Regions from separate parts of the Sus scrofa genome. Here regions 1 and 2 are each linked to region 3. Evidence: chromatin contacts called from public HiChIP or PLAC-seq data. All regions are on one chromosome and are shown on one strand. Each heading gives the region's core, a stretch centred on a gene start, on an enhancer-like site or on the middle of the called end of the contact. The rest is flanking DNA. Distances are from core to core; before and after follow the strand shown.

The links. HiChIP or PLAC-seq counts read pairs in DNA pulled down with a chosen protein or histone mark.
Region 1: an H3K27ac HiChIP or PLAC-seq map of alveolar macrophages shows a contact between it and region 3. The contact joins two enhancer-like sites. A contact is called at or near these places in 3 of 47 Hi-C or Micro-C datasets (alveolar macrophages, heart right ventricle and retroperitoneal adipose tissue) and 1 of 2 datasets of contacts at active chromatin or transcription factors (alveolar macrophages).
Region 2: an H3K27ac HiChIP or PLAC-seq map of alveolar macrophages shows a contact between it and region 3. The contact joins two enhancer-like sites. A contact is called at or near these places in 1 of 5 promoter capture datasets (fetal liver), 13 of 47 Hi-C or Micro-C datasets (adipose tissue, alveolar macrophages, blood and 6 more) and 1 of 2 datasets of contacts at active chromatin or transcription factors (alveolar macrophages).

What each region holds. Positions count from the first base shown.
Region 1 is chr4:93,128,560-93,131,259 of Sscrofa11.1, reverse strand. ARHGEF11 (rho guanine nucleotide exchange factor 11) reads right to left here. Exons shown (of 42, transcript XM_021089647.1): 14 at 1,020-1,094; 15 at 716-817. Among named protein-coding and RNA genes, the nearest start is that of LRRC71, 46 kb to the left of the region's middle. Within about 2 kb of position 1,354, at least 28 of the 83 cell types and tissues checked have an H3K27ac peak or open chromatin away from gene starts, as enhancers often do. A contact at or near this core is called in alveolar macrophages and retroperitoneal adipose tissue, where this site is marked.
Region 2 is chr4:92,923,019-92,925,718 of Sscrofa11.1, reverse strand. No RefSeq gene overlaps it. Among named protein-coding and RNA genes, the nearest start is that of ETV3, 40 kb to the left of the region's middle. Within about 2 kb of position 1,313, at least 1 of the 83 cell types and tissues checked has an H3K27ac peak or open chromatin away from gene starts, as enhancers often do. A contact at or near this core is called in alveolar macrophages, where this site is marked.
Region 3 is chr4:93,009,649-93,012,348 of Sscrofa11.1, reverse strand. ETV3L (ETS translocation variant 3-like protein) reads right to left here. Exons shown (of 5, transcript XM_001929495.3): 5 at 1,090-1,571. The coding sequence ends at 1,105. Among named protein-coding and RNA genes, the nearest start is that of ETV3L, 5.7 kb to the right of the region's middle. Within about 2 kb of position 1,413, at least 34 of the 83 cell types and tissues checked have an H3K27ac peak or open chromatin away from gene starts, as enhancers often do. A contact at or near this core is called in alveolar macrophages and retroperitoneal adipose tissue, where this site is marked.

The DNA.
Region 1 (2,700 bases), core at 105-2,604, 120 kb before region 3:
CTACACCACAGCTCATAGCAATGCTGGATCCTTAACCCACTGAGTGAGGCCAGGGATTGAACTCGCAACCTCATGGCTCCTGGTCAGATTCGTTTCCCCTGCGCCACAAAGGGAACCCCGAGCAAGTGGATGCTGACTCTGGCTTCTACCAGTGGCAGGCCCAGAAAGAAAATCCAGCAGTGCGTGCCATGGCCAAGAAGCTTATTCTGAACAACAGGACAGCTGCCTCTCTCCCTCACCCCCCTTCCTTTCGAAGCAGCTGAGCAGAAGGACAGAAACCAGGAAGGCTGTGGCTCTGAGCGCTGCTGCAGGACCCCCACCCTCCATCCCTCACAATCCTTCCTGTCATCACCTTCAGCCTGAAGACCTTTTATCGCTTTGCCCCTCTGCCAAGTTTTCTCGTGGTAACACTGTATCCTCAAGGCCTGCTCTCTCAGCTCCCACAGTCAGCCTGAATCCACCTTCATTCAAAAAACCTAGAAAGACCATTCCCTCCAAGCTGACCCAGAATGACAGCTTTCCTGGACTGGTTCTTCCTGCTCCTCCCTGTGCTATGGAAGAGTCCCCTCCTTCTAGGTTGCATCTTCTTTTCTGTTCTGTCTCTGTCCTCGAGATGCCTGGCCATGTCCATGGATCTGACTTATGACACCTAGAGAACAGGGTCAGAGGCCAAGCACAAGCGGGCATGCAATTGAGGCAGATCCTTGTGACTTACCAGGGGTCCAGGGTCTGCCTGAGAGAAGATGTACCGTAGAAAGACCCCCAGGTGAGCTGGCCGGGACTTAAGTTTCTCGAAGTCCTGGAAAACGATGTCGCTCTGGAAGGCAGAAGGACAGACAGGGCTGGGGGCACAGCAGCACTGCCTGTTGCAGCTGAGCTCCCATGTGCCCCGCCTTCCAGGGCTGATAAGCGCGGCCCCCTCTCCCATGCTGCCTTGCAGCTGGTGCCAGTCCAACTGCTTCTAGTCCAGAGCAGCTGGTACAGAGAATGATGAAAGGAGAAAATCAGGAAACCGTTACCTCGTTGTTGAAATAACCCGGGTCATAATCTTCCTCTGGGCCAATAATTAAAGGCTTTGGGCTTTGATCTACACCCTGGGGGAGAGAGTCGAGCTGTAGAGATGAGAGGTTAGAGGACAGGAGTCTAGCCCCCTCAATGGTGTCTGGTTAGTGACAGCACAGCGCTGGCAGGGAAAGCCACACGGGGCTGGTAAACACTGGCGTCTCACTACCACCCCCAAATCTCAGAGAACAGAACAAATGATTTCCATTTGCAGGAAGGCAACTGCTTCTGGGTGGGGCCAGGCAGACTCAGAGCAGCCTGGTCACATGATGCATGAAGATGGGAAGTGAGAGAAAGTGTTCTCTTCCTGTTTGTGAAAGGAGTGTCAGCCCACAAAACAAGAACCTAGAGCTCCTGCTGGACTGTTGGGCTGAGGGCTTTGTTGGTCTCAACAGCCCCCGCCACAATACCTTCCAAAGCTACGGCTCTCGAGCTCCTGTGTGCTGTCCCCTCGTAGTCTCTGCCTCCTTGAGCAAAAGGGGATGGAGCTGATCCTTCTTCAACTCCACTTTCATCACTCCCCCTGCCTGCTCAAGAATCTATGATAGACCCCCATTTCCTGTCTACAATCCAAGCTTCTTTTTTTTTTTTTTTTTGTCTTTTTGCCTTTTCTAGGGCCCTCCCGTGGCATATGGAGATTCCCAGGCTAGGGGTCTAATCGGAACTGTAGCCGCCAGCCTACACCACAGCCACAGCAATGTGGGATCCAAGCCGCGTCTGCGACCTACACCACAGCTCATAGCAACGCCAGATCCTTAACCCACTGAGCAAGGCCAGGGATCGAACCTGCAACCTCATGGTTCCTAGTTGGATTCGTTAACCATTGAGCCACGACGGGAACTCTTTGTTATTTTTATTTTTTTGTCAATCCAAGCTTCTTAGCTTGGCTTTTGGAGTTCCCCTCCATGCCACTGATTAGGTAGGACGATGAGAGGTTTCATGTTGTATAAACTTCTCAGATGCTTCGCTAGATATGCCTTTCTCCTAAAAGCTCCCTGAGCATTCAAAGATTTCCTGCCAACTGGATTTTTCACTCAATTTCCTCTACCTCATTTCCAGTGATTCCCCATTAAAGGCTATGCTCTGGAATCCATCTAGAGTAGGCACTTCTCATGCCTGCCTTTTCCCAGGTCTAAGACACCCTCCTACTCCACCTTTTCAAGGGGCTTTTCCTGACAGTTCCTTCCTGACACTCCTCACTCTTGTCCTCCTGGGTATTTACAGACTCTGTGCTCAGAATGAGCAAGTCATAGAAGCTGAAAGACTCAGAAGACATCTCGGGGATCAGAGTCTAGCACTCACTCACAATGGAACATTCCAAGTTGCAGAGTCAGGCTGATGTGCTGGGTCTGTATCTCTCAGACTCATTCTGAGAATCCTCCTCTCCCAACACCCTCGTCTCTGAATCCCTGGGGGCAGGGGGGTGTCCAGGATCCCCAGGGGGTACTGTATGACCATTCTGGCTCTAGCGAAACCTGAAAGCACTACATTTTTGCTTGTTTTTTAGTCTTTACAAACATGTAATTTTTCTGATTACAAAAGCAGAATATGCTTATCATTTAAAAAAAAAAAATCAAGGAGTTCCTGTCGTGGCTCAGGGGAAACAAATGTGACTAGAAACTATGAGGTTTCGGGTTC
Region 2 (2,700 bases), core at 64-2,563, 87 kb after region 3:
GCCTGTGAGGCCACCTCTGGGCTCCATGAGAGCAGCTGATGGTGACAGGCCAGGAGAGGAGAGTCCTGGCTGTGCTGAGGCACAGGTGTGCTCAGTACGTATTTGCTGAGTGGGAACCAGTCACGGCTGCCACGTGCAGCTTGGCTGAGAGCTTCCTGCCTTGGTCCAGAGCATGTGTGACACCCAGTGTCCTCACAGGAGGGCTGGGACGAGGGTGAGACCACAAGACCCCCCTCTCAGGATCCCACCCTGCCCTTGCCCCAGCCTGAGAGTGGGGCCTCCTGGTCTCCCCTGTTCTCGGGGCCCTGGGACCTGCCTCAGAAAGGGGAGGGGCAAGATCCTGGTCACATCACAGATGACCCCTTGCTGCAGGGCTGTGGGAGCCCAGCACAGAGAGCACCTGGTTCCATCTGGGCAGGATGGGGCGGCTCCCAGGGGCCATGTGAGCTGCAACTGGAAGGGTCGGCAGACATTTGACAGGGGCGGGAGGGAGGGTCTTAACTCCAGGGAGTGAGAGCTGGTGACCGGCTGGAGGCTGATGGGGGCTCTTTCTTAGTCCCGGAAAGGAAGGGGGGGACCCCTGAAATGGGGAGGTTTTTTCCAGGTCCCTGCTCCTGCGGGGGCTCCCCCTCCCCCTGAGCCCCCAGTGGGAGAGTCTCAAAGGTCTGTGGACCTCATCTCCGGGGCTGTGGGTGGGGATCTGTGAGCCCACCCTCTTCCCTGTGGGGTGGCTGTTGTGGCCTGAGCCCCTCCCTGTGTGTGTAGGAGGACGTGCTGGGTGTTGTGGTCTGTCCTCTCCCCGCTGAATGGAAGAGAGATGCTGAGGACATGTCCAGTCAAGGACCATGAGGGAAACTTGATAAAGGCATTCCAGTGGGAAGGGGCCCAACTTTGTGGTTGGGCTGAGGTCGGGCAGGGGCCATGCCTGGGAGCTGGCACAAGCCAGGGAAGGGAGCAGTCTCTCCACCTGGGTGGGGGGTTCTCCAGCTTTAAAAGGTAATGCAGCTGGAGTGACTGATGGGATGGATGTGAAGACTAAGATGAAGAGGCCCCATGAGAGCGAGACCCTGAAACGCCCTAGGAGGATAGTTGGCTGCCCCAGGAAGGAGGACAGGTCCCCCAGTCTGCAGCTCACACACAGTGGGGTCCCTGGTCCTGCTGGGAGACCAGCTGAGGCTTCTCACGCCAGCAGCCTGTGCAGGTCTGAGCTGTGGCTGGAGGTGCCGGCCACCTTGTGATGCACTGAGGACCTAGGGAGGTGGCTGTGGTTGGACAAGGGCCGGCTTGATCTTAGAGGCTGCTGAGATGCAGCCACAGGCCTTAGTTCCTCTGCCTGCGGTGATGCAAGGGAGCGGAGAGGCTGCCCTGGTCAGGCCCGGCCTTCCTCCCCCTCATGTGGCTTCTCAAGGTCTGAGTCATCTTGTGTGGGACAGTCACTGCACTGAGAGGGACATGGATCCAGAAAGACCATTGGTTTGGGGGTCTGAGGCCTGGTCTGAGGCCTGATCCTGCTACGTACTGACTTTCCAGAACCTGGGTTACCACCCTATGTGGAACCTGAGTTTCCTCATCTGAATTACGAGAAGAGAAAGGTAGCTGCTTGCCTCTGGCAGGTGGATGTGGTGGTAAACTGGACTGTATAGACAAGTGGGGGGCGCTGATGATGCTTTAATTCTGGCTGGAGACCAGGGGAGATGTGTCCTGTAGATTCAGCAGGAACAGATGAAGCAATGCCCCATTTTTCCAAGGGTTAGACTTCTCCCATCCTTATCCTTTAGAAATTAATGCAGGGCAGGGGTCCATTGTCATGGCCACGGGCCTATGGGGCCCTCACATACCAGAATGGTTTCTTTGTGGTTTTTGCTTTTGTCGGGTTGCTCCTGCGGCATATGGCCATTCCCAGTGTAGGGGTTGAATTGAAGCTCTAGCTGTTGGCCTATGCCACAGCCACAGCAACACCAGATCCAAACTGCGTCTGTGACCTACACCACAGTTCTCAGCAACTCGGGATCCTTAAGCCACTGAGTGAAGCCAGGGGTCGATCCTGCCTCTTCATGGATACCAGTCAGTTTCCTTAGCATTTCGCCACCCCAGGACCTCCCCAGAATGGTTTCCTCTAGGCTGCTCCACCTTACGAGAGAGAGATTCTTCCTAATGGTCTCATATGGAGCCATGCAACGGTTTCATTTTCTCCTTTGGCCATGAAGCTGACAGCACTTATGACTTGAACCCAGCCAAAACCCAGACTGAGACTTGAACTCACAGTTTTTAAATTAGAATCCCCTCACCAGGTGTCTGGACTGACTGAGGTTCAGGTTCTTAGTGCCTCTGAGCAGAAGGAATCCAGTGAGAGACAAAGTGATAGGTGAGGAATAGATCTATTGAGACAGGACACTTGGGAGAAATGCAAGCGGCAGGCGAGGAGGCTCTGCCCCAGGATGAGGGGGGCACAGTTTTCTCATCCAAGGGGAGTGGTGGTGGGGAAAGACCGCCTCTTCCTCTTTCTTGGACGAGCAGCTCCTCCTTGGTATCCGGTAAGAGAGTGTTTGACCCTACAAGGTCCAACTAGAACTGTCTTGGTGCTTATGCAAATCAGCAGAAGGGTGGTCCTTCGACTCCTCCTGAATGCAGGCCTCGCCCCACCTGCCACCCAATGACCCGAGAGGCATATTTTGGGCCATCACTAGTCAAGCAAGCCTG
Region 3 (2,700 bases), core at 164-2,663:
CCTCACCCGCTTTCCATTGGGAAGCTCGGGTCCCGTTTAGCTTCACACCAGATCCCAGGGCAGCAGGCACGCAGTGGGGCTGATCAGTCAAGAGGGCAGTTTGCCAAGGGCATTTTATTCACGGTCTGCAGTGGAGTATTACAGAGTTGACGGGGCCAGTTCTCCTGACCTCAGGTGCCTGGGTCTTGGGGACAAGAGGGGACAGGAGCTCCAGGGTCACAGAACTCAGAGAGGTGCAGGGAGGGGCAGCAGAGAGACAGGAGACCAGCCTGGATGAGGGATGTGGGCCCCAGAGAAGAAAGGAGTTGCCCTGAGCCTCAGGGACAGAACAACTCCTGACCCCTTCCCAACCTAGTCTCTGAATTTCCCCCCTCATGTGAGCAAGTATGGGGTCCCTCAAATGATGGAAATTTTATTCTCCTCTCCCTCAAAAAAAAAAAAAAAAAAAAAAAAGTGGGGGAGTTCCCTAGGGGCCCAGTGGTTAAGGATCTGGTGTTGCCACTGCTGTGGCTTGTGTTGATTCTGGGCCTGGGAGTTTCTGCAGGCAGGCACGGCCGGGGAAAGAAAAAAAGAAAAAAAAAAAAAAAATGGAGATTAACAATGTTTCTTGGAGTTCCCGTCGTGGCGCAGCGGAAGCGAATCCGACTAGGAACCATGAGGCTGCAGGTTTGATCCCTGGCCTCACTCAGTGGGTTAAGGATCCGGCGTTGCCGTCAGCTGTGGTATAGGTCGCAGACACGGTTCGGACTTGGCGTTGCTGTGGCTGTGGTGTAGGCTGGCCGCTACAGCTCTGATTCGACCCCTAGCCTGGGAACCTCCACATGCCGGGTGCTGCCCAAAAAAGACAAAAGACAAAGACAAAAAAAAAAAGTTTCCTGATTAGCAATTTGGTGGGAGGGAGCGCTCTGCCTCTCTTTTCCTCTTCCCCACATATGCTCCTTTCCTTCCATGCCCTCCATCCCTTTGGTTTCAACTCTATCCCTTCAAAGCCTCCTGCAGCTTAAAGCTGTTTCCACCCAGGGGGAGGTGCAAAGCCAGAAGGGAGGTAGACAAGAGGAGAGATGGGGTTGGAAGGACCCCCACACTTCGCATCTTCCGCCCCGGTTAAGGAGGATCCAGGGGCCACACTGCTTTAAAGTTCTCCAGATCGCGGGACCCGGGGTTTTCCTCTCCAGGTTTGGGCCCCCGCCTTTCTGAGGAGAAACCCTCCCTGGGATCCATCGCGGGATCGGGCTTTACCTCCAGCCCCTCGGGCCTCAGGGACAAGAGCCGGAGCCTCTCCCCAGCCCCCTGGGCCAGCCCGGCCAACAGAGGGAGCCCCGGGAAATGCCGGGTCGCTGGGGGGCGCGCGGGCTCTGGGAGCAGGGCGTCGGGCGTGCAGGATCCTGGGAAGGGCTGCTCTACGGGGAGAGGGGGCAGGAAGGGCCCTGAGAGGCGGGGCCAGTCGGAGGGGACCGGGGGTGGCAGGGGCGGGGTGAAGGAGGCGAAACTGGGCAGCTCGTCTTGGGGGCTCCCCAAATGGCAGCAGGGGCCGAGCCGGCAGGGGGCTGGGGCAGAGCCAAGTCCAAGTCCTACAGAGAGAGAGAGAGAGAGGGAGGGAGGAAGGGACAGAGAATCAGCGAGTGCCCAATGCTGGAGCTGCCCCCTTTCTGCACCCATGTCCCATTTCTCTTTGCTCCTGCTTGAAACTTTCTCTCCCCACCCCGGGTGTTCCTTCCTTTTTTTTTTTCCTTCTTCAGATTTCCTCGTAAATGTCATTTTCCGGGGGAAGTCTCCGAGCCTCCCCAGCCTGGGTGAGAGCCCCTGGCTACCCGCCTCCTACCCCCTGATACACTCTTCCAGGGCTCTTCCTTGAGAATCAGGAGTTGTTTGTGCGAATATTTAATATGTGTGCCCAACGCTGTGGGAGCAGGAGCTGTTTGTGTCTTACTCTGGATCTTGGGATTCAACCCAGCCTGGTGTATATATTTTTAAAGGGCTCAATAAAAAAGTGCTGGATAGGAGTTCCCTTCATGGCTCAGTGGTTAATGAACCCGACTAGGAACCATGAGGATTCAGGTTCGACCCCTGGCCTCACTAAGTGGGTTAAGGATCCAGCATTGCTGTGAGCTGTGGTGTAGGTTGCAGACATGGCTCAGATCCTGCGTTACTGTGGCTGTGGTGTAGTCTGGCAGCGGTAGCTCCAGTTTGACCCCTAGCCTGGGAACCTCCATATGCCACGGGTGCGGCCCTAAAAAGAAAAAAAAAAAAAAAAAGGGTGCTGGATAAATGGATGAAGATATTTTTTGCTGTAATACAACGGATCAAGTCTTCCCTCAACTTGTCCCTCTAGCAGATGGCTGTGGTTCTGGTCTAGTTGGGCAAAAACTAGTTGTGAGGCCCTGGGTTTGTAGTTTAAATCAGACCTATGAAAGGGGAAGGTAGGAGTTCCCGTCGTGGTGCAGCAGTAATGAACCCAGCTAGTATCCATAAGGATGCAGGTTCAATCCCTGGCCCAGCTCAGTGGGTTAAGGATCCCAAGTTGCCGTGGGCTGTGGTATAGGTCACAGACGCTGCTCAGATCTGCAGTGCTGTGGTTGTGCTATAGGCCGGCAGCTGCAGCTCTGATTGGACCCCTAGCCTGGGAACCTCCATATGCCTCGAGTGCAGCCCTAAAGAGCAAAAAATAAGGTGGGGGGAAATAGTAAAAAACGATCCTTC